Linked DNA regions of Mus musculus: region 2 is linked to region 1. Evidence: chromatin contacts called from public Hi-C data. All regions are on one chromosome and are shown on one strand. Each heading gives the region's core, a stretch centred on a gene start, on an enhancer-like site or on the middle of the called end of the contact. The rest is flanking DNA. Distances are from core to core; before and after follow the strand shown. Region 1 holds the start of Rpl11 (ribosomal protein L11). Region 2 holds the start of Necap2 (NECAP endocytosis associated 2).

Region 1 (7,938 bases), core at 1,448-3,947:
GTTCAAGGCCAGCTTAGGCTGTAAATCAAAGACCCTGCCTCAAAACAAAAACTTACATGTGCAATGTGGAAAAATTTAAGTCGCCAAAAGCAGCATACCCCCCCAAAGCGCTTTCCACTATGATAACGGCCATTCCCACATGACAATCCCCATTTGAGCAGTCTGCACCCCCCACATTTCCATGACTTCCTCACAGAACTCCTGTGCCCCAGGCTAAGGAGATGAGTGGAGACAGGGAAGCAAATTCGAAGGGCAAATGCAGCCCAGGATGACCCAGAGAGCTTTGCAACGGCAGGGAATAAACCCCGGAACCTCTACACTTGCTACAAGGCCCTTTTCTGAGGGGGACACACAGGCAGACAAGACACGAGACTTCAACCCAGCTCCCCATCCCAACAGCAGGACAGCATGTGTGGACGTCGACAGAGGAGCCACCTCTCCCCACAGGCAGCTTGGGACTGAGAAGTCCACATACCACATAGAAGTCCAGGCCGTAGATCCCAATGCTTGGGTCGTATTTGATGCCCAGGTCAATGTGTTCTTGAATTCCAAAACCAAAGTTTCCAGTATCCGAGAAGTTATTTTTCCGCAACTCATACTCCCGCACCTGAATGGACACAGAAGTGACCATGCTATCCATCATGTTCAAGTAGCCCAACATGAGCTCAGATCAACACCCAGTAGGCCCAGAGCAAAACCAAAACTCTGTGAGTCCTAGCTAGGAGCACAGGTATCCCTCCCCTAACCAAGTCATGCCCCAGCTACAAATGCCATCAAACGATCCCCACTTCCAAAGAGCAGAGAAAATCCCAAGGACAGAAATCCAGGAACAGTCATCTCTGAAACGCCAAGGCACTGTATGTGTGTATATATAGCCCATCTCTGACAATGCAGCAGCCTCCACCCCACCAGCCTCACCTTCAGGCCTTTCTCCAGAATTTCCTCTGCCTTGGCTCCGCGGACTGTGCAGTGAACAGCAATCTTCTCATTTCTCCGGATGCCAAAGGACCTGACAGTGTATCTAGCTGCAGGACGGGGACACAAGAGGCAGGTAATGTCTTATTTCCATTGCACGGCATCTAGCGTGTCAGTCAACATCGTCCACAACACAGAAAACAGAGCTTTCCATCTCTAATTTACCCAGCCATACTAAGAACCTCAAACAGCATGGCCATAGTAACAGACACAGGTTAGCAAGACTGTTACATTCCTTGAGAGAGAAAAATCTCAAATGTAGCCCAGGCTGGCCTTGAACTGGCAGCAATCCTCCTGCTTCAGCCTGGGTAATGGGGTTACAGTTGTGGGCTATCAGGCCCAACCAATGATTATGCTCTAATTGGGAGACTAAAACTGACAAAAGCCAGTGTTTTCAAAATGCTGACTGTGGTCCTAAGAAACAGTATCCAAACCCAATCACAGACCACCCACAACCACACTAGCAACAGACTCCATGTTTCTAGCAAGGTAACTCCTGTCATGTGGCCAAACAAGGGAATCACAATTCATTTTAAGTGAGTTGAGGCAGAGCCAGAAGTTAAGAAGCACTGGTGGGGGGGTGTTGGAAAGATGGCTCAGAGGTTTAACAGGTTCTGAGGACCTACACGGTTGTTCACAACCAACAGAAACGGGATCTGATTCCCTCTTCTGTCATGTGGGCATGCATGCAAACAGAGTACCCATGCACACACACACAAATACAAATAAAAGCATGGATAGGACCTCATGCCAACAGTGTACGGTATTAACCCTGTTCTTAGCTGTCAACCAGGCCCACGACAGCTCACGTTATAAGTCCATTTGCACCCGTGCTCCGGTCAGATGAAGCAAGCTTTCCAGATCCACTCCTCTCTGGTCAGCCCACCGCCACTCACCTTTGGAGAACACCGGGGTCTGGCCTGTGAGCTGCTCCAACACCTTGGCTGCCCGGGTCAGTCTGTCTCCGCTCTCCCCGACGCAGATATTGAGGCAGAGCTTGCGGATGCGCAGTTCCCGCATGGGGTTCTCCTTTTCCCCTTGATCTTGCTGCGAAGAGGGACACAGCCATCAACACCCTCCCGCCCCGTCAGAGACGAGAAACAGCCAAGGTCTTCTCCGCTCTGACTTCTATCGTCCCGGATCCCGCCTAAGCCCTCGGGACCACCAAGGTCTCCGCGTTTGGAAGAGAACGAACACAGAGAGAGAGCCTGAATCCCAAGCGGATCCACGAGTAGGGAACAGACACTAGAGATCGTAGAAAGTATACAATGTAACCCTAATCAAAACTACAGGAAGTACCGGCCTCTGCGCCATGCCGTCCCCCTTCCCAAGCTAGCACGGGTCCTGCGAGTAGGACTCGCAGAAACTCCCCAGCACCACACAAGCTGCAAGTGTCCCCTTGGCCCCGCCGTGGACCTCCGCACGTCGCGCTCGCACTTCCGGCAGCCCCCAGACACTGCGTCTGGGCCCTCGGGGCTGCAGACCTGAGCCCCATTCTTAGGATGGGCGGCGATGCGGCGGGGGTGCCCCACGGCCGCCCAGTCCCGCCGGGCTTAATGCCAACAGCCTCGCGGGCTCCGTCCTCCTCCGGCCACCCGCGAGACAGCCGCCCTGGGCTCCGCCGACTGCGGATGGAGACGGATGAAAGCGAGGCAAAGCCAACTCTCGCCTACTCACCGCCATGGTGGAGAACAGGAAGAGAGAGGGAGACTTCCGGCCCCGTGGCCTTATGGGTCAGGAGGCGGGCTTTTCTTCTAGGCAGACAAACGAGGGGAGAGGGGGAAAGAGAGGCATAGCTGTCGTGGCGCTGCCACCTCTAGTGGACTGTCCTCGAAACTGCAGTCATCTTGGGCAAAAGACTAGGTCGTGGGTTGTCCGATGCTGGTATGTTCTTGAGTCCATGACTCCAAGAACAGTCTCAGAACCTGGTGGTTCTTGAGTGATGTCACTGCCCAAAGTCCATTAAATCAGTTGAGCAAAGGGCTAGAGAGAAGGCTTTACAGTTAAGAACAAAATTCCCGGCATGAACACGGTATTTCAAAACTGGTTGTGCCTCCAGTTCCAGGGAGACAGATCCCTCTTCTGGCATCTACAGGCATCAGGCCATGTGTGCATACAGGCAAAACACCCATATAAATAAAATAATTTTTATAAATAAATAAGCTGAGACGCCAGGCAGTGGTGGCGCACGCCTTCAATCCCAGCACTTGGGAGGCAGAGGCAGGTGGATTTCTGAATTCTGGTCTACAGAGTGAGTTCCAGGACAGCCAAGGTTAGACTGAGAAACCCTGTCTCGAAAAACAAAAACAAAAACAAAAACAAAAAAATCAGCTGAGGCTGGAGAGACAGCGCAGTAGTTAAGAGCACTTGACAGCTCTTCCCAAGGTCCTGAGTTCAATTATCAACAACCACATGGTAGCTCACAGACATCTGTAATGGGATCTGATGCCCTCTTCTGGTATGCAGGTGTACATGCAGATAGAGTACTCATACATAAAATAAGTGCGAAGATAAAAAGAAACCATACAGATTCTAGACCCTTTACTTTGTAACTATGTTAACAAGTATACAAATCAGAGTAGTGGCTTAAATCAGCTGTTCCAGTCTGATGCCCTTGTCTTCCTTCTGAGGACCCCAGGCACACACTTACAAGGACATATGTGCAGGAAAAACTTAAATACAGATAAACTAATAAATAAAAAGTAAATTTTGAAAATAAGAGTCCTGAGCTGTGAATACAGGCAGGTGTGGGTTTGATCCAACTAGCTAGTTACTAATTAAAATTACTTCTGTCTGTTTTCCCCTTGTGTAAAACAGCTACTTCTGTGTCATGGGTTACTGTGTAATTCAGTGAAGTATGTAAGTTGTTACTTTTATAATTAAGTCAAGCCTACAACATCCAAGCAACACCCACCTTCCAAAAGAAGTATTAGACATGGTAGCTAAAAAGAAAAAGGACATCAGAGGTGAGAGAGAGAGAGAGAGAGAGAGAGAGAGAGAGAGAGAGATCTGACAATGGCTTACAGATGCTTCTGAGAAGAGATCATCAGTTACAGACTATAGGACACGCCCCCTTCCAGGGTTACATTGAATCCTCAGAAGCTGAACTCAAGGATGAGGACCACCAAGATCCACATCCCAGGCAGATGCTGGCCTTCCTTGAGTCAGTCAGTTTCTCTAACATGAATGCATGGGCAAAGAAGAACACAGACGCCTTCGGTAGAAAAAGGGCCTGCCCTCTCCTTCCTGCTGCCCCCAGTACCCTTCTCTAACCCACACAGGGAGGCCAGAAGCCCCCCAGCATTTCCAACCTTTCAAACCTACACATAATGAGAATTTCAGTTTGTTTGTTTGTTTGTTTTGTTTTTGGTATTTTTCAAGACAGGGTTTCTCTGTGTAGCCCTGGCTGTCCTGGAACTCACTTTGTAGACCAGGCTGGCCTCGAACTCAGAAATCCGCCTGCCTCTGCCTCCCGAGTGCTGGGATTAAAGGTGTGCACCACCATGACCGACTAGTTTGTTTTTTTAAAGCCCAGTTATGTTATGTGATTATGTTCTTGTTTTGATCCCAGGTGGGGGACATGGGGCTGTTTCAGATTATCCATGCCCAATAACTATGATTTCTTTTATGCTCTAGAAGGGGTGTGATTTTCACAAGCTGTAGATGTTTATGTTTTGAATTCTGGGGACACTTCAGAAAGCTTAAATGCAAGGGGCCCAAGAGGGCCTGTGACAGCTGCTGCTCCCCATGTTGTTGCTCCCCGTTGCTGCTGCAACAGATAATAGAACCCAATAAAGAAGCCAAAAAATCCAGTTATGAGTGACCCCTAACACAGAGCAGAATGAGACACATGGGGCCAGGCGTGGTGGCACTTGCCTTTAATCCCAGCACTTGGGAGGCAGGGGAAGGTGAATTTCCGAGTTTGAGACCAGCCTGGTCTACACAGAGAAACCCTGTCTCAAAAAAAAAATAAAAAAAACCAAAGAGAGAGAGAGAGAGAGAGAGAGAGAGAGAGAGAGAGAAGAGAGAGAAGAGAGAGAGAGAGAGAAGAGAGAGAGAGAGAGAGAGAGAGAGAGAGAGAGAGAGAGAGAGGATTCCTAATGCCATAGGAGAAGTGGTGGCAAGGGAAGAAGAAATGAGAGTTCTGCTTCAGGACATTACCAAAAAGTTTACTGCTGCTGGCTCTGGGTTCTCTCCCACACTGCTCCCAGAGGGGAATTTCTATTTCCTCCTCCTCCTCCTCCTCCTCATCCTCCTCCTCCTCATCCTCCTCCTCTCCTTCTCCTTCTTCTTCATCTTCTCCCTGTATTCTATTTCAAAGAGGATTGGGAGAATGGCTGAGCAATGGGAAAAGTTGTGAGTGGATATGGAGGGATCTGAGAAACAGAAAAAAAAAAAAAAAAAGAATGAAATGGGGAAACCAGAAGGATCATTCTGTTCTCTCATTTTTGAAAGGGTTGCAACATTGCCTGTGCAACTGAAAGGGCTCCAGGTAGAGACAGGAGCTCTTGAAAAGCCAGTAGCACTGGAAAAGGGGGAACAGAAAGACTCAGACCTGGTGACTCACAGCCAGAGCTTCTCATGGGATGAAAGAGGGAAGCCAGCTGGGCATGAAGGCAGAGCCTGGCTCCACCCTGTGCCTTTCACTTCTTTTCACTTCGGGTCTCAAGTCCCCAAAGACCCTGGGTGGAGCAAGGAGCCAGGAGAAGCAGGAGACCATGTTTTAAGAGGAAGGGTTAGTCTTGAGCCAAGTACCCTGCCAGAGGAGGGACCTGGAATTACAAAATCACCACCGGTTTTCTGATTGTAATTGTGCAGCACATGCCTGCTAATGATGCTGATCACGATTATGATGAGATAATGTGGTGCCCTATAGAAATGATAGATCTGAGGCTTTATAAAGATGCTATCCTTTCATGTAGAGTGCATTCCCCTTGTGTTAAATAGTCACCGGACTACCCATAATAGAGTTATTCCCCAAGACTGGAAATGTTTGCTAACAGCCAACCCCAATTAAATGTTTGCCTTTATAAGAGTTGCCTTGGTCATGGTGTCTCTTCACAGCAATAAAATCATAGCTAAGAGAGAAGTTGGTGCAAGGCTGAGGCATTGCTATGATAGGCCTGACCATGCTTTGTTTTGAGGAATATGGATTTTGCGACTTTTGAAAACAGTGGAATGCTTCAAGTGGGGTTTAGTAGGCCATACTAGTAGAAACATGGAAGACCACTGTGGTACTGAGGGTAATTTCAACTGTGGTGGCCTGGCTCAACAGGTTTCAGAGGAGAAGAATTTTAGTATGTGGCATAGAGACTGTTCTTGTGATAATTTGGTGAAGAATATAGCTGCTTTTTGCCCTTGTCTGAATAGTCTACCTGGCTAAATTGAAGAGATTTAGATTAATTGCATTGAGAAAGAAAAATCTCAAAAAAGTCTAAAATAGATTCTGTCCTGTAGTTCACTCTCATAAAGAGTGTTTTGACCAAGTGTAGCAAGCATGGAAAGGAAAAATACAAAATGTATGGCTCAAAGGTTAAAGGATGACGAGGAAGTCAAGTGGAGCTAAATTTTGTGTTCAAGGAGAAAACCAGATTAAAGATATTAAGGTAGTGGTGACCCCAGGGCAGGATCCCACCCAGCTAAGCTTCCATCTTGTGAAAAAGAATTAAAGAAAAGCTTTGGTCCAGGCATGATGGCACATGCCTTTCATCCCAGCATTCAGGAAATAGAGGCAATCAGATCTCTGAGTTCAAGGTCAGCCTGGTCTACAGAGCAAGTTCCAGGTAAAAGAAAAGTTTAGGTACAGGTATGGTGGTACATGCCTTTAATCTCTGCACACATGAGACAGAGACCTGCAGATTCTGAGTTACAGAGCAATTCACATGCCTTTAATCCCAGCACTCGGGAGGCAGAGGCAGGCAGATTTCTGAGTTCGAGGCCAGCCTGGTCTACAAATTGAGTTCCAGGACAGCCAGGGCTATACAGAGAAACCCTGTCTCAAAAAAAGAAAACAAAACAAAAAAACAAAAACAAAAACAAAAACCAACAATAACAAAAACTCAGACTTGTAATAAAAAGAGTATTACTTCCTGTTCCCTGAAGAGAACAATTGAGGGTCAGAAGTGGACTGCGTACCACCCAGCGACTGGCTAAGCACCAAGTCAGAAGATGATAATGAAACCAACTCCTCTGAGCCAAGCCCTAGGCTGCCCACTTCACGAGGGTAGAACTGAGAGGGGCTCCTTCATTAGGACAATGAACTTGACAACACACTTGTCTCTCTGCGACTGCACAGATCTACACCAGACTAGGAGGTCAGCATCAACTCCATCTTTGAGATGGATAAATGAAGTCTCCGATGTCACAGGAACTTCTCTGGAGTTGGGCCTAAACCCTGACATCTTGTACAATGGCCAAAAGCTAACACGATGTGTGTGTTTGTTTAGCCTCTAGAACAGTGTTTCTCAACCTACGGGTCTCAACCCCTTTGGGATTTGAACAACCCTTTCATTGTCTAAGATGATTGTAAAACTGATATTTATATTATGATTCATAACAGCAGCAAACTTACAGTTATGAAGTAGCAACAAAAATGGTTTTATAGCTGTGGGTCACCACAATAGGGGGAAGTATATTAAAGGGTCGAAACCTTAGGAAGGTTGAAAACCACGGCTCTAGAACAGATACCTAATAACTGTTCAAGACACAAGAACAGGGGCTGGTGAGATGGCTCAGTGGGTAAGAGCACCCGACTGCTCTTCTGAAGGTCAGGAGTTCAAATCCCAGCAACCACATGGTGGCTCACAACCATCCGTAACGAGATCTGACTCCCTCTTCTGGAGTGTCTGAAGACAGCTACAGTGTACTTACATATAATAAATAAATAAATCTTAAAAAAAAAAAAAAGACACAAGAACAGGCCTTCTACCCCAGGCTTGCTTTCCTACTCTCTGGAAGTAGTAG
Region 2 (7,938 bases), core at 1,595-4,094, 5.0 Mb after region 1:
AGATCCACCTGCCACTGCTTCCTGAGTGCTGGGATTAAAGGTGTGTGGCATCATGGGAAGAGACAAGTCCCCACATTGTCTTCTGACCGCCACATAGATGTGACAGCAGTGTGCCCACACAAACACACTACACACAGATGTGACAGCAATGTACCCAGACACAGTACACATCTATGTAACAGTAATGTGTCCACACAGATAAACACAATAAATAAGTAAATAAACTTAAAAAAAGAAAGTCCTGGCTGGGCGTGGTGGCGCATGCCTTTAATCCCAGTACTTGGGAGGCAGAGGCAGGTGGATTTCTGAGTTTGAGGCCAGCCTGGTCTACAAAGTGAGCTCCAGGACAGCCAGAGCTATACAGAGAAACCCTGTCTCGAAAAACCAAACAAACAAACAGAAAACAACAACAACAAAAAAGTCCTTATTACAGGGCTGGAAAGATGGCTTAGGAGTTAAGAACATTGGCTACTCTATCTGAGGACCTGAGTTCGATTCCCAACATCCACTTAGCAGATAACAAGGGTCTGTAACTTGAGTCCTGTGATACACGCAGACAAAACATCCATACATATACAAAAAGTAAATGTAAAAATGAAAACTGTAATAGCTATTCTTGGCAAGGCTGTCCCTCAGGAAGTCCTCAGAATCCGAAGCTCGTAACTGTTCCGTTATGAAACAGTCTTCAAAATCTCCAGTCATTTCAAGTTGTCCAAAATATTATTCTTAGCCTGTGGCCATTCAAAACTGCAGGCAGTTGGAGCGTGCTGGCATTCAAAACGCCCACACGCAGCCGCTGTTGCTGGCCCCTATTCTAAAGACCACAGACCTTCACCCAAGTGGGAATTCCTTCCCAGCTTCCTGTCCATAGAGGAAGCAGCTCCGGGCCTATTGTGTCTGTTAAGGCACTGTGATGCCAAGCTAGCGGGACCAACCGGCTGGGGGACCCTTGAGACCATGGAGGGAGTACAGAGGGACAGGATCTTTGGTAGAAAGAGTGTAAAAGTGCATGAGGGTCCGGGGGAGGAAAGAGCGGCTAGGAAGGATATTCTCGGCTGTATTCCAGGTAGGAGGGAACGAGGACCCTCGTCAATGCCTTCTTTGGCTCCTTTAGAAGGCAACAGTGTCGTCGTCAGCAGCAGCAGCAGCAGCAGAAGCAAAGAGAAACCCCTGAACAGCAAATGCCATGGGTACTTTCAGAAGGCTTTTCTGGGAAGTTCTAAGCAAAGCCACTGTCAGCTCTCTAGAACTCTAGCTGGCAGCTGTGGCAGATCCACATGAATGTACATCTTCAGCTAACAAGGCAGCAGGCTCAGTTTCTGTTCCTCTTCCTGGCGCCGCGGGCTTTAGATTCAGGCTAAGGAGAGCCCGAAAGGTTGAGTGTAGGGCGGGCAGCTTCCTCTGTATCAAACCAGCCTGGCTGGATACTTGGTGACCCCACCCTCCGGAGGATCAAGAGAAGCTAACCCTAGTCTACTGAACGAAGACCCAACAGATAGGGGTAGACTGCCAATCTCCGGTTTGATAACAAGAAAGGAAAGGGAGACAGCTGTGGAGATGATTCGGTGCAGATGAGCAAGCTTGAGGCCCCGAGTTTGGATCTCTAGCGCCTAAAAGCCAGGTCTGGCTCCAGCTACCTGTAGACCCTCCACTGTGTGGGGTGGGGCAGAGAAAGGAGTTTCACTGGGCTTGCTGAACACCTAGTCTAGATGAAAACAGCCAACCCCAGCTTCAGTTAGGGGCCACCTCAAGGGAACAACGGACATGAAAAAAGCAAGACACTGGCTGGAACTCCTGTGGCTTCTGCATGCACCCGCACCACACCCAGACACGCAAAAGCAAGCACAGGCAGCTGTAGCTTGCTGACCTCCATTCTTGTCATTTTAATATTATTTTAAAATCATCGCACCGACACAGTTAAGTGTTCTAAGATACCCATTCAGAAAATGTTATGAGCCTGTGTTACATAGCGCAAAGGGCAGATGGAGTTGGCCCTCCAACACATTTGTGGTACCCGACGACCTGTTTCCAAACAACTCAGACACCCATCGCCTTCGAGAGCCACCCAGCCTAAGTAGCAACACCCCACCACAGGGCACAGGACACACCACGTATTTTTCATCTTTTTCAGTTAGGGAAGGTGTCCAACTTTGTGTCTCCTCTCCTAGACTAGAGTCCTGGGTTCCCTTCCGGAGACACTCCGTGTGTTTACAGGCATTTGAGTTTATTTGCCTCAGGTGACGCTCACTCAAGACAAGGGCGGCGGTATCCTCCCAGCTGCAAGTATGTTGTGATCAGGGGTGAAACTGGGGTCAGGAGAGCCGGAGATAGGAACAGCGTCCCTGGGCTTCGTGGGACGGGTCCCCCAGATGGCCGGGTTCCCTCCCGTGCCCTCCCGGCGGGGATTTCCGCGGGTGGCAGGGTTTTCTGGGATCCCGTCACGACTGTCGGTTAGCGCTGTGACACGACCCGTAGACCCCGCCGAGGGAACCCACTGCGCTCTCGGGTCCCCAGGAGCTGGCTGCGACCGTTGCCGGCGTCCCGCTGACGGCTCAGGGCCAGCGACCCCTCCTAAGTCTGGCCCCGATTAAAGTAGCCACAGGGCTCCATCCTTTCCGCCCCTAAACCCGACAACCGGTCCTCGTCCCCCGCAGTGCATGCCGGGGCGGGGGACGGGAAGATTAAGCCAGGAACGGTCACCTGTAACCACGGTTGGTGGCCCGCGGCGGGATGCGGTAGACGTGGACCTCCGGCTTGACACACAGAACAGACTCGTACTCACTCTCCTCCATCTCTATCGCCCGAGCCCTCGGGACTTCCGGCTTCTCCCCGCCCCTTCAGGACCGGAAGTGATGCGACTCTATGACCAAGTTCTGTCTAGAGCGGAAGCTCCGGGGGACCCCCCGATCGCTCCCGAGTGCCCTCTGCCGGGCGCCTCAGATCAGACCGTGAAGCGATTGCTCTCTGCTGCTGTGGGACCTGAGAAGCTCGAGATGCCGCTGATCTGAGCCTAATCCCGAACCTGGTTGTAGTTCAAACTCTATACCCTAGACCAGGGTGGCTGATATGCAAGATACCCTGCAGCCCTGCCCTTCTGACGGAATGTCCTTGTCCCCGCCAATCCCAGAAGGTTCTCAGAGGCTTCTGGAGGAATCTCGCTCCACAACTTTTTATAACCTACTATGTGCGCAAGGCCCCAGTGGCTTAGCGCAACAGGAGTACAAATCAAAGTTGTGAACCAAAGTTCCTGGTTGTCTTTGCTGTGAAGAGACACTATGACCAAGGCAACACTTACAAAAAGAAATCCTTTCATTGGGGGCTTGCTTACAGTTTCAGAGGCTTAGTCCATGATTAGCATGCGGGAGAGCATGGCGGCATGCAGGCAGGCGTGATACCAGAGAAGCAGCTGAGAGCTGTACGTCATGATCCTGGTGGGGGTGGAAGGGCCACAGCACACAGGGATGGGGCGGGAGGAAGGGGAGCACGGACGACAGTGACCCGGGCCTGATACGGGCTTTTGGAAAACTCAAAGACCAAACCCCCATCACAGCTTTTCCAACGAGGACACACCTCCTAATCCTTCCACGAGGTTGATCACTTGTGAAAAGCTAGAATAAGGCAGATTGGGAGGCGAATTGATTTTGAGTTATCTTGACCCTCTAAATAGCCATTTATTGGCCACCTCTGTATGTGACCTAAGATCCTTGTGACTATTAGGTAAATCCTTTGGAAGGTACAAATGCCAGCTTTCACCAATAAAGGCTAAGAATGTCATCAGATAGCAAGTAAGGGCCATAAATGATGTTTCCCGGCTTTGCGGTGACTCACCTGCCTGAGGTCTCCACCAACGGTTTGAAAAATGCCTCGGTTTGATGTTTGTTTTGTTTTGTTGATTTTTTGGGTTTTTTGTTTTTGTTGGTTTTTTTTGAGACAGGGTTTCTCTGTGTAGCCCAGGCTGTCCTGGAACTCATTTTGTAGACCAGGCTGGCCTCAAACTCAGAAATCCACCTGCCTCTGCCTCCCGAGTGCTGGGATTAAAGGCGTGTGCCACCACGCCTGGCTCAGTTTTTTGGTTTTTCGAGACAGGATTTCTCTGTGCAGTCCTGGCTGTCCTGGAACTCACTCTGTAGACCAGGCTGGCCTCGAACTCCGAAATCTGCCCGCCTCTGCCTCCCAAATGCTGGGATTAAAGGTGTGCGACACCACGGCCGGGCTAATGCCTCGGTTTATAACTATTTTTTCATCACTGTGGTGGTCTGAATGGGAATGGCCCCCATAGGCTCATAATTTTGAATGCTTGGTCATTAGGAATTGGCACTACTTGAGAGGAACTAGGAGGTGTGGCCTTGGAGTGGGTGTGGCCTTTTGGAGGAAGTATATTATTGGGGGTGAGCTTTGAGGTTTCAAAAGTCAAAGCCAGTCCCAGTGCCTTTCTCTTCCTGCTGCCTGCAGATCCAGATGGAGAATGTTCAACTACTTCTCCAGCACCATGTCTGCCTGCGTGCTGCCATGCTTCCCGCCTTGATGATAATGGACTGAATCTCTGAAACTGTAAGCCAGCCTAATTACGTGCTCTCTCTTATAAAAGTTGCTGTGGCCATGGCGTCTGTTAACAGTAATAGATCACTGACTAAGATAGTCATTATGAAATTTTCATGAAATTGTTACCACACCTGGAACATGTATTCTGGTAACGTGAATCTGTGTTTCTGGGCCACAGTCATCCCTATGGCTCCAAAAAAAAAAAAAAAAGAGTTTCAGTTTTCCTTGAAGTGAGAGTTGTATTTTAGAGCCTACAAACTGAAGTTCAGTAAAATGAGTCATTTAAAAAGAAGTCCCCTGGGCTGGAGAGATGACTCAACGGTTAAGAGCACAGACTGCTCTTCCAGAGTTTCTGAGTTCAAATCCCAGCAACCACATGGTGGCTCACAACCATCCGTAATGAGATATGATGCCCTCTTCTGGTATCTGAAGACAGCTATAGTGTACCTATGTATAATAATAAATAAAAATCGAAAAAAAAGTTAAAAAAAAAAGAAGTCCCAGTTGGATATGGTAGAGCATGCTTGCAGTCCCAGTGTGGAGGATGTCGCAGAGGCAGGAGGATGGCTACAAGTTCGAAGCATCAGTTTTAGCAATGAGGGGACAAAGGTGAGACTCTGTACTGTCACCCTCAGCCATCCTTAGGTGTTCCCCTCATCTTTTAGGTACCTTAGCTCAACCTAAACCAGGATTTGTGGCTTCAACATTGAAAATAACTTCAGGACTGGCCAGTATAATGAAGTCAAGTTGGAAGTTGTATTAAAGACATTTTAAGATGTTGGAGCCGGGCGTGGTGGCTCACGCCTTTAATCCCAGCACTCGGGAGGCAGAGGCAGGTGGATTTCTGAGTTCGAGGCCAGCCTGGTCTACAGAGTGAGTTCCAGGACAGCCAGGGCTATACAGAGAAACCCTGTCTCGAAAAAACAAAAACAAAAAAAAAACCAAACAAACAAACAAAAAAAGATGTTGGGCAGTGATGGCGCACGCCTTTAATCCCACCACTCAGGAGGCAGGGGCAGGTGAATCTCCAAACCTAATATAGGCTTAAGGACAAGGAATAGGAAAAAAGAGAGGCACTGAGAAAAGTGAGCGCCAGGCAAGGGCATGAATGTGGGTGTAAATAAAAGCTGCAGAAAATTAAGACATACCCAATACCCAAGGGTATATGGCCCCCCAAGGGAGAGTCAAAAGTAACGGTCTTAGCATTAGCCAAATGTTTCATTCTGCTCTCTCTCAAGTTATATCTTAAAAGGTTACTTAACAATGCTTTCTCTTTTTAAAAAAATATTTTATGTGTACAGGTGTTCTCTTGCACGTGTGTCTGTGTACCTCACGTGTTCCATGGAGGCCAGAATATTGGACATCTGAACCTAGACTTATGGATGACTATGAGTAGCCATGTGGTTCTGGGAATTGAATTTGGGCTCCCAAAGCAGCAAGTCTGGGGAGTGGAGAGATGGCTCAGCAGCTTGGACATAGACAAGACACGAAGCCAGGACTCACTGTGATTCCACAAAAAGGTTTCAGAACACATGATCACATTGTGAACCCCAAAATTGTAGACTGGGGAAAAAAAAAAACACCTGTTTCTTGTGGTGGTGCGGCTCAGCCCGAGCACACACCTTTAATCCAAGAGCGCTCTGTAAACAGGGTTAAATAAAATCAATCATAGCTCAAGAGGCAGAGCAGGCATCAGCTGACAGGAAGTGAACCCAAGAAAACACAGGCAGTAGAAAGGAGAGCCTCAGACTTGAAGGTATTTAAGGTGGTGGGAGAAGAACAAGCTTTTTCCTTCTGGGTTGTAAGTCCAGTAGGAAGCTCGGCTGGGTGCTTTCTCTGCTTCTGTTATTTTTTGTTTTGTATTAAAGATTTATTTTTATTATATGTAAGTACACTGTAGCTGTCTTCAGACACACCAGAAGAAGGAATCAGGTCTTGTTACAGCTGGTTGTAAGCCACCGTGTGGTTGCTGGGATTTGAACTTAGGACCTCAGGAAGAGCAGTCAGTGCTCTTAACCTCTGAGCCATCTCTCCAGCACCCTTATTATTGTTTTTTTAAACAACAAAAAGGTGTTGTACACATCCTTTTCCTATAAATGGGGGTTTCTGGTGAGAGACCTAGAAAATTGGGTCCTTTAGAGCTGGGTGGGGGTTCAAGGCCTCAGCCATTGGTAGTTGTGCTAGAATTCTTGTTTCTCTGCTAGTGAGAGGACTCAGCTGGATTCCGAGTTCATTTCTTTTCTTCATGACCTCCTTTCTATCCTGCCTCAGCCTTGTCAACATAGGAAGTTCAAGGACAGGCAGGGGCTACAAGCAAGACCCTGTTTCAAAGAAACAAAACAGAAAAAGAACTCCCAGTGTGACCTGATCTTGTCTGTTTTTCTTTCGGTTTGGGGTAGGGTTGAGGCAGGGTCTCAAGTGTCTCAGGATAGCCTTGAACACCTGATCCTCCTGTCCCCGAGTGTAGCACTTCCGGCTTTAAGGTGGATTCCCCATACAGTAAGGAGCATGGTGTTAAATTCCAAATCTCCTTCCACCGTCCTCTCAGCACTCTTATTTTAATTGAGCAGCTACAGTGTGCCAGGTCTTCTCTGGGGCACTCTAATTACAAACCATGATTTCCTGAACACCCTCAACTCCCTCTGCTCCCCCACCCCCCTTTTTTTGGAAAGGCCTTTGTAAGTTCTGTATAATAGGAATAACCTAACCTAATTTATTTAGGAAGGAGCGATAGGGACCCAACCTACAGCCTAGTACTTGCCTAAGCAGCCAAGTTAAATTCCCACTTTTTTGGAGGTGAGAGAGAGGTAAGGCGTGCATGTGACTCAGGTTGGCCTGAGTACATCGTAGCAAAGGCTGCCCTTGAACTTCTGATAGCCCTGCCTCCACCCCAAGTGTTGAGGCTCCAGGTGTGTACCATGCCTCCTTGATGCAGTCTGCAGATCATGCATGCCAGACACTACCAGCTGAGGTCCATCTACATCCGCTGACTTTTTGTGGGGGAAGGGCTGGGGGGGGGTTTTCGAGACAGGGTTTCTCTGTGTAGCCCTGGCTGTCCTGGAACTCACTTTATAGACCAGGCTGACCTCGAACTCAGAAATCCGCCTGCCTCTGCCTTCCAAGTGTTGGGATTAAAGCCCACCATGTCCAGCCCACTGACTTTTAATGGTAACAAAATATACATACCAATATTTTGTAATTTTAAATTTTAGATTGGGGTGTGTGTGTGTGTGTGTGTGTGTGTAAGTGTGGAGCGGTTCTGAAACAGGGTTTCTCTATGTATTCCTGTTAGTCTTGGAAATTGCTCTGTAGACCAGGCTAACCTCGAAACTCAGAGATCTGCCTGCCTCTGCCTCCTGAGTACCAGGCTCAAAGGCATTCCCATAAATTTAAATT

The links. Hi-C and Micro-C count contacts between places; a contact is called where the count stands out from the background.
Region 2: a Hi-C map of cerebellum shows a contact between it and region 1, with 4 times the contacts expected there. The contact joins the promoter of Necap2 here to the promoter of Rpl11 in region 1.

What each region holds. Positions count from the first base shown.
Region 1 is chr4:136,050,696-136,058,633 of GRCm38.p6, forward strand. Rpl11 (ribosomal protein L11) reads right to left here and starts at 2,698. Exons shown (of 6, transcript NM_025919.3): 1 at 2,653-2,698; 2 at 1,872-2,022; 3 at 919-1,025; 4 at 476-607. The coding sequence starts at 2,658.
Region 2 is chr4:141,075,513-141,083,450 of GRCm38.p6, forward strand. Necap2 (NECAP endocytosis associated 2) reads right to left here and starts at 2,845. Exons shown (of 8, transcript NM_025383.4): 1 at 2,701-2,845. The coding sequence starts at 2,792.